Regions from separate parts of the Gossypium hirsutum genome. Here region 2 is linked to region 1. The links are chromatin contacts, called in public Hi-C maps. All regions are on one chromosome and are shown on one strand. The core of a region is the stretch at or near the end of the contact, and the rest is flanking DNA. Distances in the headings are between cores, read along the strand shown.

Region 1 (7,240 bases), core at 2,873-5,372:
CAGGCAAGGCCAAACTGGGCGTGTGGGCATGTCACACAGGCGTGTGGATTATTAGGCCAGGTCGTGTGGGTCATATGGGCGTGTGGACCTACACGGGCATGTCACATGGGCATGTGGGCCTATTTTTCTGAAATTTTCCCTAGGGTCGCACGGGTCCCTCAAATCGACTGTGGGCCTACTGTAGGGTTAGTAAAGACTAACTAAACCCTAGTTTGTATGCTATGATATTTTGATAGACTGATCTTAGTATTGTACTAAATGTATACCTGTCTGTACTTTTATCTGTATATAAACATGCTGATCATATTAATCTGTTATACTGTATCTGATAATTCTGTATCTTTGACTGGAGTGGGGTTTGTATATATATGGAGGAAGTGTTCTGTACGGCAAATGTCACTAGGGGTCAGCAAAACTCGATTCGACTCGATAAAATAGAAAATTTTTTTGAATTTTGAGTTAAACGAATCGAGTTATTCGAGTCAACTCGAATTTTTTTTTTGAAATTTGAGTTCGAATCGAGTTGAGTTTTTAAATTCGAATAACTCGAATAATTCGAATATCAAACTATAATATTTTACATTTTTTCCCTAAACTCCCAAACCTTTTTATTTTTCCCTCAAAACTTTTATTCCTTCCCACTTTCCCCCCAAAACTTTTACTCCACTCCTATCCCAACCCCCCCCATCTACCCAAAATCCATTTCCCACCAAAATTTTACAATCCCAATTACTTTTTCTCAAAATTTTACTCCCAAAAACCCTCAAAACTTTTTATTTTCCCCTCAAATTTTTAATCCCTCCCACTTTCCCCTTAAAACTTTTACTTCCTTCCCATTCTACCCCCATCTACCCCAAACCCATCCCCCCTAATTTTTTTAAATATTTTCCCTCCAAAATTTTACTCCCCCTATTTACTTTCTCTCAAACTTTTACTCTCTAAAACTTTTTATTTTCCCCCTAAACTTTTACTTCTCACCCTTTACTCCAAATAAAAAATCAAAATTATCCAAAAAAAATCCCTAAACATAAATAGTAATAATTTTATTTATATCTACTATTTATATTATTAAATTAAATTTCACATTTTATATTATTTATATTATTGAATTGTTTAGTCATATTGAATATTTATATTAAAATTGAATTATTAATGATGCCAGAAAATATTCGTGTTAAAATTTTATATTGGTATCAATTTCACATTTTATCTTTAAAATAACTTTTATTAAAAAATCAAATTTTTACATTTAATATATTTTTTAATTCCAAAATTCATAGTGACAAAAATATGAAGATAATTGAAGCAACTAAGTAAGCAAAGAAGCTAACCCATATATAAAAGATTAATAAATAAATTATAAGGTGATGAAAGTTAATAAAAAAATTGATTACGGTAGATAAATTTTATTACGATGGGTGACAGTGGTTACATGGACCCAAAATTATTTTTTAAAATTTAACTCGAACAAATATATTCGATTCAATTCGATTCGAATTCCATCTTACTCGACTCAATTCGAGAAAATTTCAAATCAAATTAGGATGATAAAATATGATTCGTCAACTCGATTAACTTGAAATTTTTTCATTCAATTCGATCGAATGCTCACCCCTAGATGTCGCCTATATTCTGGCAACTCGGTTGCGTATTATCTGAAATGTGTCTTAATGGCACAATATGGTGTGTAAGGATAGGTGGGTGTTTTTAACCCCACATGGTGTGATGGGATGGACGGAGATGGTGTGTAGAAGATGGGGTTAGGACCTTGGCATATCTGTTATTTGAATATGAATCTGCTATCTGAATCTGAATATGATATCTAAATCTGAATCTGAAACTGAGTCTATATCTGCTTCTGATTTTGTATATGATGCTGTATGTTTGCATGCTTAATTCTGTTGGGTTACACACTGAGTTTACGTAAACTCACATCTATCTGTCTATTTTGTCAGGTAATCCACAGGCTTAGGCGGATTAGTGCGGCAGAGACTCAGCGGTGACCACTCATTCGTAAACTATTTAAAGTCATTAATTTATGGTTTAATTACGATTTTGGTTTTATTCTAAGAGTTTGTAATTTCTGGGACTCTCCAGACTTAATGATTTTTAACCGTTTATCTTTGGTTTGTTGTTTTTCTTCTGCATGCTTGATAAAACTGTTTTATGAAATTGACAGTTTTTATGCAAATAAAAGGTGTTTCTAAAAATACGAACTGGGTTTTTGAAATAGAATGGTTTTCGAAAGCTTTTGCTCTAAAATCACGTTTAAAGGCAAAATAAGTAATTGAACAACATTTTGACATTGGATACAAGCAAGTAAGAGTTGGAAGGAAACGTTAGTGGTTTTATCATTTGAAACTCGTTTTAAAACCCATTCCTTGTGACACCTTCGGATTTGGCCATAATGTTTAGGTCGGGTTTGGGGTGTTACATGTAGGTTTATTTTACTAAAAGTAGCTTTTATGAAATATTTCAATAAATCTGTCAAATAACATAAAATATTTTACATAGATTCATCGAAACACAAAAAAAAATAGCTTTTCCAGAGAAACAAGTCATTTTCCAGAAATCAATTTTTGGAAGTCATTTTCAATTAAACAAACGGGGCCTTATAATATCTAGGACATATATTTATATTTATACTTTAATTGTACTGTACTTATTACACTTTAAACAAATTCATTTATTTACATTCGAAGCTATCAATTTGAAAAACATTGAGTTAAAAGTTTTTTTTGGGAATAAGTAAAAATATTTTAAAATTAAGTTATTTTTAGTTTGTCTGTCCCTACATAAAATTCATCTTATTAATTTCTTATTCTAATAAAAAAAGTGAGATTTTAAGGGCATTTTTTCAAGTAAATTACAAGAATAATTATCTAATTATAACATTCTTTCTATTTTGGTTTAATATTTTAGTCATTTCCCCATTAGTTATCATTAGATGAGTGATGAAAAAGTAGTGTGATATTTTTTTGTCGGCCTAATAATTAATTTAGCTCTTTAATATTTACATATTTTATCAATTTGATTCTAAATTTAAAAATTAATCAACAGATTTTTATCAAAAAAACAACTAAACCCTCTCTCACTCTTAGCAATACAAACTACTCCACCCTTTCGTCAACCGCAGTTACATGACCAATCACCATTTGGATCAAAGGTTTTTGAGAGCTCCATCTATTTTTTGATCATAATTCTAAAAGATTTAGCCTTCCTCAATTTAATATTGATTCTAAAGAATCCAATATATATATATAAATACTAAAAATTTCAAAAAAAGTATAATTAATTTAAAAAGAGATCAATATCAAAACTATACATGAGCTTTGGTCTAATGTGTAATGTTATATATTTAGTACCATTTTATGTTGATCTATTGCATACAAAAACAATTATATTAATCCAATATGACAATAAATGTATGTATATATTCATTTATTTAAATATATACAAATGAACCAAAATCAAAGTTTCATGTATACATATGAATCGCAATTCAGTTTTTATGTATATAATTGTATCAACTCAAAATTCATTTGTCAAATTGCATATTAAACTAAATTTCGTATTTATCCCGTTCAAAAATACATAAAAGTATAAAAAAAATTGATTATTTTTGTATGAATGATGTATAATTTTTATGTAATGGTTATTATTGATAGTGGTGAACCTAATTCATCCCTGTCGGTGCATCTGCTTCTATCAATTGTTTGTACAAACCTAGACATGATTCTGCAATTTGTTTTGGTTTTTGAATTGGTCCTTTTGTAACTGTGTGTTGTAAGTTTTATTTTTATTATTATGCAAATTTATTCCATTGGTATCCCAAATAAACATTGTGGAAACACAAATTGGTGAAAATAGTGTTAATAAAATTAAATATTTGGATTAAATATTTAATTGGTGAAAATGGTGTTAATAAAAATGTAGTGACTAAATCGAAAAAAAAAATTTATAAGAGGATGAAAGGTGTTGTTTACCCTTAAGTTTTTCTAAGTTGTACCGAAACAAAATGGAAATTAAAAGGGTGCTCGATGTCGGGCCCTGTTTTATCCAGTGTTCCGACGTGGCAAGATCACAACCATCAACTTAACTTGCTATACCCAAGTCGAGCCATCGATCTTTTTTCGAAGATAAGAAAACAGAGTCAACAAAAACAGAGAGCAGTTCCGCCTAAACTCGCAAAATCTGTCCCAAATTCTTCCCGAAAACAATAGTTAAAAAGAAAAATGAGCTTCTCTCCATTAACAAGGTCAAAATCCCATTTCAATACGGAAAAGAAATGGATTTCAACTGTTTAGATTATTTTTCCTAATTCTTTTTTCTTCTTTACCGTTTGAAATGCAGTGCTTGCAGTTCCTTGGGTGTTAAATCATCAAGCTTGATAGTGCAGTTGGGTTTTCACACTGCTGAAAATAACAAGTTCCCTGGAGCTTTTGTTTCATCCCCCAAAAGAACAAAAACTAAGAAGTTTTCTATAGCTTGCTCTTCTACTGGTATAGTTCATTGCTCCATCTCTTTGTTTTTCTTTTCCCCCTTTTAGTTTGGTTGTCTGGGTTTCTTATGTTTAGGGATTGATTTAAAATGGGTTGTCATCTGTTTATTCATTGCATTGGTTTTATTAGAATATTTTGGGTGTTTAGTGAATATTATGAAGGTAGTAATAAGGAGAATTTTGATTTAGACTTGAATGCATTCTGTGAGAAGCTAGAATTGGCACCTTATGGTGGAAATGTGGTCAAGGTTCTATTTGGATAATGAAGACTGTTTGTTCTGAATATGCCAACCTGGTTGGAAGATAAGGCCAGGCCAGACTGGAAATGGATTACATTCTTTGTATAAGCTTATTTCTTTGAGTAATGTAATGGTTGAAGCATGGATGGGGGATTGGTACGCCTTGGTTTAGGATCTAACAGTTAGCTCTTGAGCTTTAATATCAAATTTTATTAAGGTGATGTTTTACATTTTTTTATTTTTTGAAGAGATGATAATATGATGAATGTTCTTAGTTCTAAAAGCTGTGAAATTTTGTGTAACCTGTATGAATTTGACTATTATTTCTCCTTGCTAGTGGAAAACGAATTTTGTTATTGATGTTGGTATGCTAGTGATGGCAACAACATTCTTGTCTTTGGCCTTCAGAGGTATTATAAACTTACGCACCTTATCTCCATTCATCTTTTATTTAGATCCATTGTTGGTTAAGGCTGCAAGAGGAGATCCTGTAAGTCGGCCTCCTACGTGGATGATGCGGCAGGCAGGAAGGTATATGGCTGTTTACAGAAAGCTTGCTGAGAAACACCCATCCTTCAGAGAGAGGTCAGAGACAACTGATCTCATTGTGGAAATTTCTCTGCAGCCTTGGGAAGCTTTCCGTCCTGATGGAGTGATAATTTTCTCTGATATACTTACTCCACTGCCTGCTTTTGGGGTCCCATTTGACATTGAAGAAGTAAGGGGCCCTGTTATTCAGTCACCAATTCGCTTTGAGGACGATTTGAAGGCATTGCATCCAATTGACTTGGAAAAGCTACACTTTGTTGGAGAATCACTTAAGATTTTGCGCCAGGAGGTGACTCTCCTTTTTCATGCGTTATAGCTAGAATTCTGATTAATATAATTGGCATTTTTTATTGTACCTTCTATTTTTATGTAGGTTGGAGGTCATGCAGCAGTACTAGGTTTTGTTGGAGCCCCTTGGACAATCGCCACATATATAGTAGAGGGAGGTACAACCCGAACTTATACAACCATAAAGAGTATGTGCCACACAGCACCAAATTTATTGAGGACACTTCTTTCTCATTTAACAAAGGCAATATCCGAGTACATTATTTACCAAGTGGAGTCTGGAGCACATTGCATACAAATATTTGATTCTTGGGGTGGGCAACTACCACCTGACATGTGGGAGCAATGGTCAAAGCCTTACATAACTGAGGTAAATTGGAATTTACAGCAGATCTCGTTACTTTTGTCATGAAAATAATGAAACTATGCATACTTTTGTCTTCAATAGGTAATTGTCTCTTCCATCACTAGTTACTACATGCAGTCAACTCCTATTTGGTGGTTTGAGAAATTTTGTCTCAGATAATATGTTGTTATACCTTTTAATTTGACCCTTGTACTCATTTATTGGGTTCCTTCAATTGCAGATTGTGAGCGTAGTACGAAATAAATGCCCTAAAACACCTCTTGTTCTCTACATTAACGGTAACGGTGGCCTTCTTGAACGCATGAAAGGAACTGGGGTTGATGTGATTGGACTTGACTGGACAGTGGATATGGCTGATGCAAGGAAGCGTTTGGGTAGCGATATCAGTGTGCAGGGAAATGTCGACCCTGCTTACTTGTTTTCTCCACTTTCTGCAGTGACGAAAGAAATTCAAAGGTTTGCCATTTCAAACTGTGTTTGATTTTCGTTATGGCCAATGTAAGAAAATCAGCCCCATCGGTTCAGTGTTTAAACTGGTGCAATCTGTTTTTCAGGGTCGTTAAGTGTGCAGGACCACGCAGTCACATTCTTAACTTGGGTCATGGAGTTCTAGTCGGGACACCTGAAGAAGCTGTTGCACATTTCTTTGACGTCTCAAAAAGCTTGAACTATGACGGTTCATCCCAAAATCATTCGATGGAGGAATCTAAATTGTTAGTTTGAGAACATTATGGTTAAGCAAAATCCTTTGATATTTTTCTATGAATTGACTAAGCTGATATCTTATCCTCGCATCACGATCTCCAATCAACTTCCATTTTTTGATAGGGGCTGATTGGGGTATCGTTCTTGTACATGCATGTGGATAAGCCGGTAGGTATTTCTGTTGTGCCAGTACTAAATGTTGGGGATGAATATATATCCTGATTTTTGTTATGTACATGAAGTCCGAGTATTTATTCGAGTTTTCCCCCCTTTAACCTGGTTGGGAGAGGATATGATCGGAAGAGATGTTCGAGAGCGTCAAAGTGACGAGCAGAAACTTGGATATAAGGATCACAACCAGGTATTTATATATGTAGTGCAATCATTTCACTCAATGGTAGATTTTCCCCATTCATACATTACCTGAATGTAGGTATATTATATGGTCTTGGGTGGTTATGCCTCTAACATGAGTGTATTTATTTATTCATGTTCTTTTAACTCGCATTCATGCATGCGGGTGCTAAGATACAAAGTGAGTAGCCCTTAGAACTCTAGATTGTTGAAGGAATTATAATTGAAATAAATACA
Region 2 (6,955 bases), core at 3,657-6,156, 280 kb before region 1:
ATTGGTGATTGGGAACTAAAATTCGGTGAAATTTTAGTCAATGTATTGTCATTTTTTAGCTTTTAACATGATTTGCTTCTAATAGAAAGGAAAACTTCTTTTTTCTGTTATGAGAAAATTATCCTTTTGAGGGCAAGGATTGTTTTCTGGGCAGTTCAGAATTCTGGGACTTTCACTCCCAATCATGAGAATGTGCCTTGTTAGTTTCAATTACACGGATGGATTTTGAAAACAAAACAAATCATTTAGAATTTATCTCCTTGTGATCTTTAAGTGTGTTTGCTCGCTTATTGCTGTTAGTTTGAGGTGTAGTTTTTAGAAATCAAGTTGCTTCGAGGGTGCCGGTAATGGCGCTAAAATGTATTCAGAATTTAGCGCTGTCAGTCGACTAATTTGTTATATCTTTTGTGATTGATGGTTCTTTTCCCTTCTGTTAATGCAGCCTGGTCCAAGTGATTTTCCAAACCATTGTATTATAAAGCGGTGCAAAAAGAACTCAACATTCTACCTTTTTCTTTCTCTTACGCCATGTAAGTCATCTTTTCTTTTTTCTTTAACAAAGAAAATAGATGGCAACATGTTGTTAATTGGTTTGCTGAATTATTCTTATGCGAATAATAAAGTTGAAAAAAAAAGTGGACTAAAAGTTGAAAGGGGCATAATCCACTTTGCCTAAACTTTTAAATTGACTTTTGACTTTTATCTAGGTAGTGCATTTCTGTCTTCTGACCTTTTACCTTTGCCTAAGTCAGCATGACTTGTTCTTAAACTTGAAAATCTCCAGAAATTTGAACAAAGACCATCCATCTGCTTAATTGTGATTGTTTTATTACTTAGTTTGATATCTGGTGTCTTTTCTTTTTAAAAGCTTCACGCCTTACCATAGCTTTGGCCGAACTGAATACGCCAACCTTAAGTCTGCAAGCAATTGTTTTTCCTCAAAAATATTGTTGGCAGTTGAAAAGCTATCTAAGTTTGTTGCGATATGCATAGAAACTATGGCACATCTTTTCCTTGTGATATTAGTTCTTGAGACCATGTAGAAGGGTTCTATAGTTTTAAGCCAACCTATTTCCTTATTTGTGGTCATCATGCAACTGGATTACGTTAGTGGTTGAAATCTGCCTTACTGAATATTTTTCCTGATTTTTGGCAGCCTTCACCGACAAGGGGAAGTTTCTATTGGCAGCAAGAAGATATCGACATGGTGCTCATATTGAGTATATTGTATCCCTTGATGCAGATGACTTATCTCAAAGCAGTAATGCCTATGTCGGGAAGTTAAGGTAGGGGACTCGTATGATGTTCTGGTCAGGTATTTTATGTTTTGATCCTTCACTTTCTGGAACTCTGTCGACAGAATCTGCACTTTGAATTTTGGGTATATCTTTTAAGGTTCTTAAGAATACAGCTATTGTCACCAGAGCAATTTAGAAAATGATCTGAAGAGAGAAGCTGTAGTATTTGGTTTATAGGTAAGATACAGTCGAATTTGAGAGAGCATGTAGAAGACTGCTTATACGGTGGGAATAGCAGTCTTATCTTATGATGCGATTACTGTTTCCTTTGTCATGTTATAGTAAAAATAGAATACTTCAGAGTTCCTTTTATAGCTTTTAGCTGACACATGCAAATTTAAAATCTTTGCAGTTCGGATTTCCTAGGCACCAACTTTACGATTTATGATAGTCAACCCCCGCACAGTGGTGCCAAGCCTTCAAGCAGCAGAACAAGTCGCAGATTTGCAAGTAAGCGAATCAGCCCCCAAGTTCCAGCTGGCAATTTTGAGGTGGGAAAAGTGTCTTACAAGTTCAATCTGTTGAAATCAAGAGGTCCAAGGAGGATGGTTTGCTCAGTGAAATGCCCTTTGCCAGAAGAAAGGGCTGACAAGCATTTAGATGACTCCAAAGCAAAAATAGCTGAGGGAGCTGCACCTGGTCTTGCAATTTTGAAGAACAAAGCTCCAAGATGGCATGAACATTTACAGTGCTGGTGTTTGAATTTCCACGGTCGGGTTACAGTTGCATCTGTGAAAAACTTTCAGCTGGCTGCAACTGTAGATCCAAGTCAACCAGGAGGGAAAGGAGATGAAGAAAAGGTTCTCCTCCAGTTTGGGAAAGTTGGGGATGATACATTCACCATGGATTACAGGTCACCCTTGTCCCCCTATCTTGCATTTGCCATCTGCCTTACAAGCTTTGGTACAAAGTTGGCTTGCGAATGAGTTTATTTTGATGTGTTTATATCTATATCAAGTTGTGTTACATGTTTAATATAATTATTTCTGCATGCTTTCTACTTCCAAAAGGTTTGGACAACCTTTGTTCAGTGATACAAAGCAAATGATGTACACGTTCCCATTGTATCTATATCATTTTCTGAAATTATTGGCTGCAAAACGCATCTTATGTTAGCACCGTGTAGTTTACATAAAGAACAGTTCATTTTGTCTTGAAGTCATCCTACGATATATTTCCATGCATAAAATTCCAATTGCAACAAGTTAAAATGTCAAAAACAAATTTGATGTCATTTGCTGGAGTTTTAAGTTTGCTGAAATCTTCATCTGTTAATTGTTGGAGAGTGTCTTAGAAATAATATGAAATTGACCAAAAGCAAACACAAACAGCACAGAGAATCCCATCTTACAGTCAAGAACACACACAAACTTCATTTCATAAGCAGTCGCAGACATAAGTCATCACACAAAGTCAAAAACAGTGTTCTTACAAGCGACCCATAACGGCATAAAACATTCATTTACATCACCAAGTTTTAGGACTCAAGATTCTGGGCGATATTCAAGTTCTGTTTGTTCTTTCTACGAGACTCTTACTCACTCACTTCTTCCCTCGCAGCTTCGCACCAAGAGCCCTCTCCAGTTTACCAATTATTTGTTGGTTAGGGATGGCTTTTCCGGATTCATACTCCTGTATAATCTGAGGCTTCTCATTGATCATCTGTGGGATGACAAAATGATATAGTTAAAGAACTGAAAATATATAAGTCAAGACTCATCATACTCTTTAGTCTTAGGGAATACGCATGAAAATATATACAAATGGATACAAGGAGGAGACCTGAGCAAGTTGAGCCTGGGTAAGTTTCTTATCCATTCGAGCTTGCATGATGGCTTTCTTTAGCTCAGTTGGCACTCGGTCATCTGTTCATGAGTTTAAACATCAATGAAAATTTACAATGGAATCATCCTCAAAAACTAAGCACTATACAAGTTGAAAACTGGTGAAATCATAAGCGGTGAGAGCTGCAGGTAGGATTATTATACATCAAAGATATAAGTTTACCAAATGATCGATAACCAGGTTTGGGAGTATATCATAATAGCCAATTATGTAAACATAAATGCATCTTGCTTGATATGGAAGAGATCACCAAATTGTGTAATTAGGTAAACCAAGGTTGCTGTAAAGGCGAATTACAAAAGCAATATATAGATACAATCATAGAACCACAATTGATCTTCCATGGTAAAGGAGAGCATAGGTTATTCAACTTGCATATGACCAAAACTATCCAACACTTGTCACAGAATAGATGACTGAAATGTGTAATCAGGTAAACCAAGGTTTCCATAAAGGCAAATTACAAAAGCAATACTAAGCGTGATTGATCTACCATAGTAAGGGAGATATGGAGCATAGGTGATTCAACTTCCATATGACAAAAACAATCCAATATGCTCAGCCATTGTTTGATACAACGGACATATTAGAGAGAGGACCATTCTCAGGGATGAAAGGGAGAATATGTATGGACAAGCAAAGCCATTTCTTTAGTTACTATACCAGCCCAATGCCATCCTTTTTTAAACAGAAAAGAAAAAAAAATTGAAAAGTGTAAGCCATCCACTCGTTCTAACAGTATACATAGGTGCATATGAACTTGTATAACCTCCTAACCCCACAAAGAAAGAAGAAATCAAAACACACACAGACAAACCTAAGCAATAAAAATAAATTCATACAACCCCCTCAATTCATATTGCAAAACCAATTGTTAAATCCCTTAGGCCGAAAAATTAATGCAAAAACTACTAGTCATACAATATTACACAGTCTAAAACCAGCTTTAAATCAACAATCAGTTCGCACCAGAAGCATGCATATCATCAAAATCAATCCCAACATATAAATTCCCAGAAAATGATAGTATTACTTCTATACATAAATTTCTTACAAATACTTCCATTCTATACTGTTTTTTTCCTTTTGAGGAATAAATTGGGAATTTTAATCAAACATAAAAAATGAATAAAACATTTCTTACGAGCAAGATTCTCAGTGTCTTCATCGAGCTTCCTTGTGTTCAAAGAAGTACTACTTGATGCCGCCCTATTCGTCCCAGCATTTGCTGCGAATTCGCATTTACAAAAATAAGTATTTTTTCATTATCCTTTCATTTCACACACAAAAAAACCCTAATTGAAGAAATCGTCATTATATGACTAAACCTGTGGTGTTTTTCAAAAGAAAAAGAGGGTAGTACATTTTTTTATGGACTCGATCTCGGCACCGGCACGGCGGGCGGCGTTAACGACTTTCTCATCCTTCTTGGCGGCGGCGGTAGGGGCTTTTTTACGAATAACAACGGGCTCCCAATCTTGAGTCAAAGGTCCGATTCCGGCCATTAGTTTAATCTACTCTTGACTTTTGGGTATTTTGGATGAAAGAGAGAAAAGATATTTTTGAGAAGTTGGTAATAATAAATGGATTGATGAAAGCGAAGGGTTTGCTTAGTATTTATACTAAGAGATGACGTGGCAGTAAAATCCCTAATAGTAGAGGGTTGGGTTGGGCGTCTAATTTCGACAATGTCCTAAATCCAACCTACACTCATTTTCGAGATTTTCCAGCTCAGCCTTCACCTTCTACACTTTTTTTTTTCCAAAAATACTTCTACTTATATCTATATTTGAATTTGAGATATAAAAATATGATAGTGTTATTTGAATCGGATTGGATAGGTTGGTCGAATCAATTGGATCGAGAATTGATCGAAAAATTGGTTTAATAAATGACTTTAAATTAGTTAGATCGAAAATCAATACCAACTAGTGGTTAAATCAATTAAACTGACTAAAAATTGATTGAATCTCAAATCTTTTGAACCAGGATTTTTTATTTTTTTTGAATTCTTTAATTGAACCAATTGAATTGATCAGACCGATAAACCGATAATCTAGCCAGGTCAACCACTGATTCACTTTAAAAAACATCGATGATACCTCAATATGAAAAAAGAAATTAAGAGATTTTCCATTCATCATTTAGTACTTCATTTTTAAAAATATTTTAACTTGACAATTGTTACGCATTGGAAAATAGGATATAGCAAAATAATCTTTTAAATATATATTATAAGTACATTCAAAATATAAATATAATTATTATATTATTATAGCACAAATTTTGAAGGATTATAAAGTAGAATCAAACATTCACAACACAACCGAAATAAGAATCGGTATAAAACTTCGTAGATTAAAACTTGTCTATAGTGAGACTCGAGGATCTCGAACTTAGATACTTAAAGTCAAGGCATTTATCTTTTCTAATTAAGCCAAAATTTCATTTACAAATATATAATAAAAAATAAATATAAAAGATTGAATACATATTTATTTCCACACTCATCATTAGTAAAATTCACATTATCTATAATAATGTTCAAATTATCCCCTTGGCCTGGAGGAGGAGGAGGAGCTGTCAGCTTGCATTACTAACTGTTCGTTGTAGAACTCCGTAGCTACCTCAACACTTCGTTTCACAAGCTTCTCCATCCTATCGGAGCTACTTAATGCCTTTTGAAACTCTTCCTGCCAATAATTTTCATCCTCTTCTTAGTCCGGTTCTTCTTCTTCGGTCCCTAATTCTTCATTTTCATTATCTTCAATGTCCAAAACTACATCATCTTGATCCTCTGCTTCCTCTCCATCGTCATCATCATCATCATCACGACCACTATAATCATCCTCAACCCAATCTGTGAACTGCATCTCACCGGACTCTCGATGTCTACCAACATCCTCATCGTCATCTGGGGCATCACAACCGAGTTCCATCTCCTCCAACTTAGCCTTCCATTCCTTGGTATAAGGATGCAAAAGAGGCAAAGGATGATTCCCTAATAAAAACCCCAAACACCTAGACTTCCCTTCTTCCCTCAACTTTTCAAACCCTCACCACATCATCCACCAACGCCTTTCGATTCACCTTCACAATCTTACACAATCCTTCAAAATAACTACACATTTCCACACTCCCATCCTCTTTCTAACCTCAAACAAAAAATCCCGTTCTGTTTTCGGATCGAGAAACGATATCAATGCATTAAAGAACTCATCTTGACCCTCGAATCTACACTGATACACAGGCTTCTTAACATAAATGATATCTGGTCTCATCCTAGCTGCACATTGTGTAATCAACGATCTAGCTTTGTTTCCTAAACCCAACAACAACCCCACGCCATGAATAGGGACCAAATTCACCATACTTGTATTAATCAGAAGGGTGTTTCAAATTTGGGTCGTCTTTTTCCATGAACCGGACCATCCGGTCATAACCGAGCCCGATTGCTTCCAACTCTTCTTCGTTGAAGCTATCGGCATGGATGCTTTTTCCCGGATTTTTCAACCAGTAGAATAGTGATTTGGCTCGCTTCTTCTGTTTCCGACGCGTGTTTTGCCTCGCCACGCGCCTTATCTCTGCATTTCCTTCGAGTCAACCCGAACATTGGGGTCCCGGTTTCTTCTTGCTCCGGCTAGAAAATGCACAGATGTCTCGATGGTGAACGGAAAGAATGGGAGGATATTGGCACGAAAATGGGCGGTTCTGGCGGGGAAATGAAGCGAAGAGACAAGGCTTAGGGGAAGGGAAGAGAAGGAAGGAAGGGTTTAGGGTTTTAGAGAAGGAGAGATTATGAGGCTGCATTT

Evidence for each region. Hi-C and Micro-C count contacts between places; a contact is called where the count stands out from the background.
Region 2: a contact with region 1 is called in a Hi-C map of leaf, with 2.4 times the contacts expected there. The contact joins the promoter of LOC107948800 here to the promoter of LOC107898607 in region 1. A contact is called at or near these places in 2 of 34 Hi-C or Micro-C datasets (both in leaf).

Annotation. Positions count from the first base shown.
Region 1 is chrA04:9,826,624-9,833,863 of Gossypium_hirsutum_v2.1, reverse strand. LOC107898607 (uroporphyrinogen decarboxylase 1, chloroplastic) reads left to right here and starts at 4,122. Exons shown (of 6, transcript XM_016824107.2): 1 at 4,122-4,258; 2 at 4,354-4,502; 3 at 5,196-5,578; 4 at 5,663-5,947; 5 at 6,165-6,400; 6 at 6,499-6,884. The coding sequence starts at 4,236. The coding sequence ends at 6,667.
Region 2 is chrA04:10,110,189-10,117,143 of Gossypium_hirsutum_v2.1, reverse strand. It overlaps LOC107948800 (multiprotein-bridging factor 1b), which reads right to left and starts at 4,906. Exons shown (of 4, transcript XM_016883450.2): 1 at 4,507-4,906; 2 at 4,288-4,371; 3 at 3,081-3,163; 4 at 2,646-2,960. The coding sequence starts at 4,648. The coding sequence ends at 2,841. It overlaps LOC107948799 (tubby-like F-box protein 7), which reads left to right. Exons shown (of 4, transcript XM_016883449.2): 2 at 443-530; 3 at 1,157-1,286; 4 at 1,651-2,413. The coding sequence ends at 2,224. It also overlaps the pseudogene LOC107948006.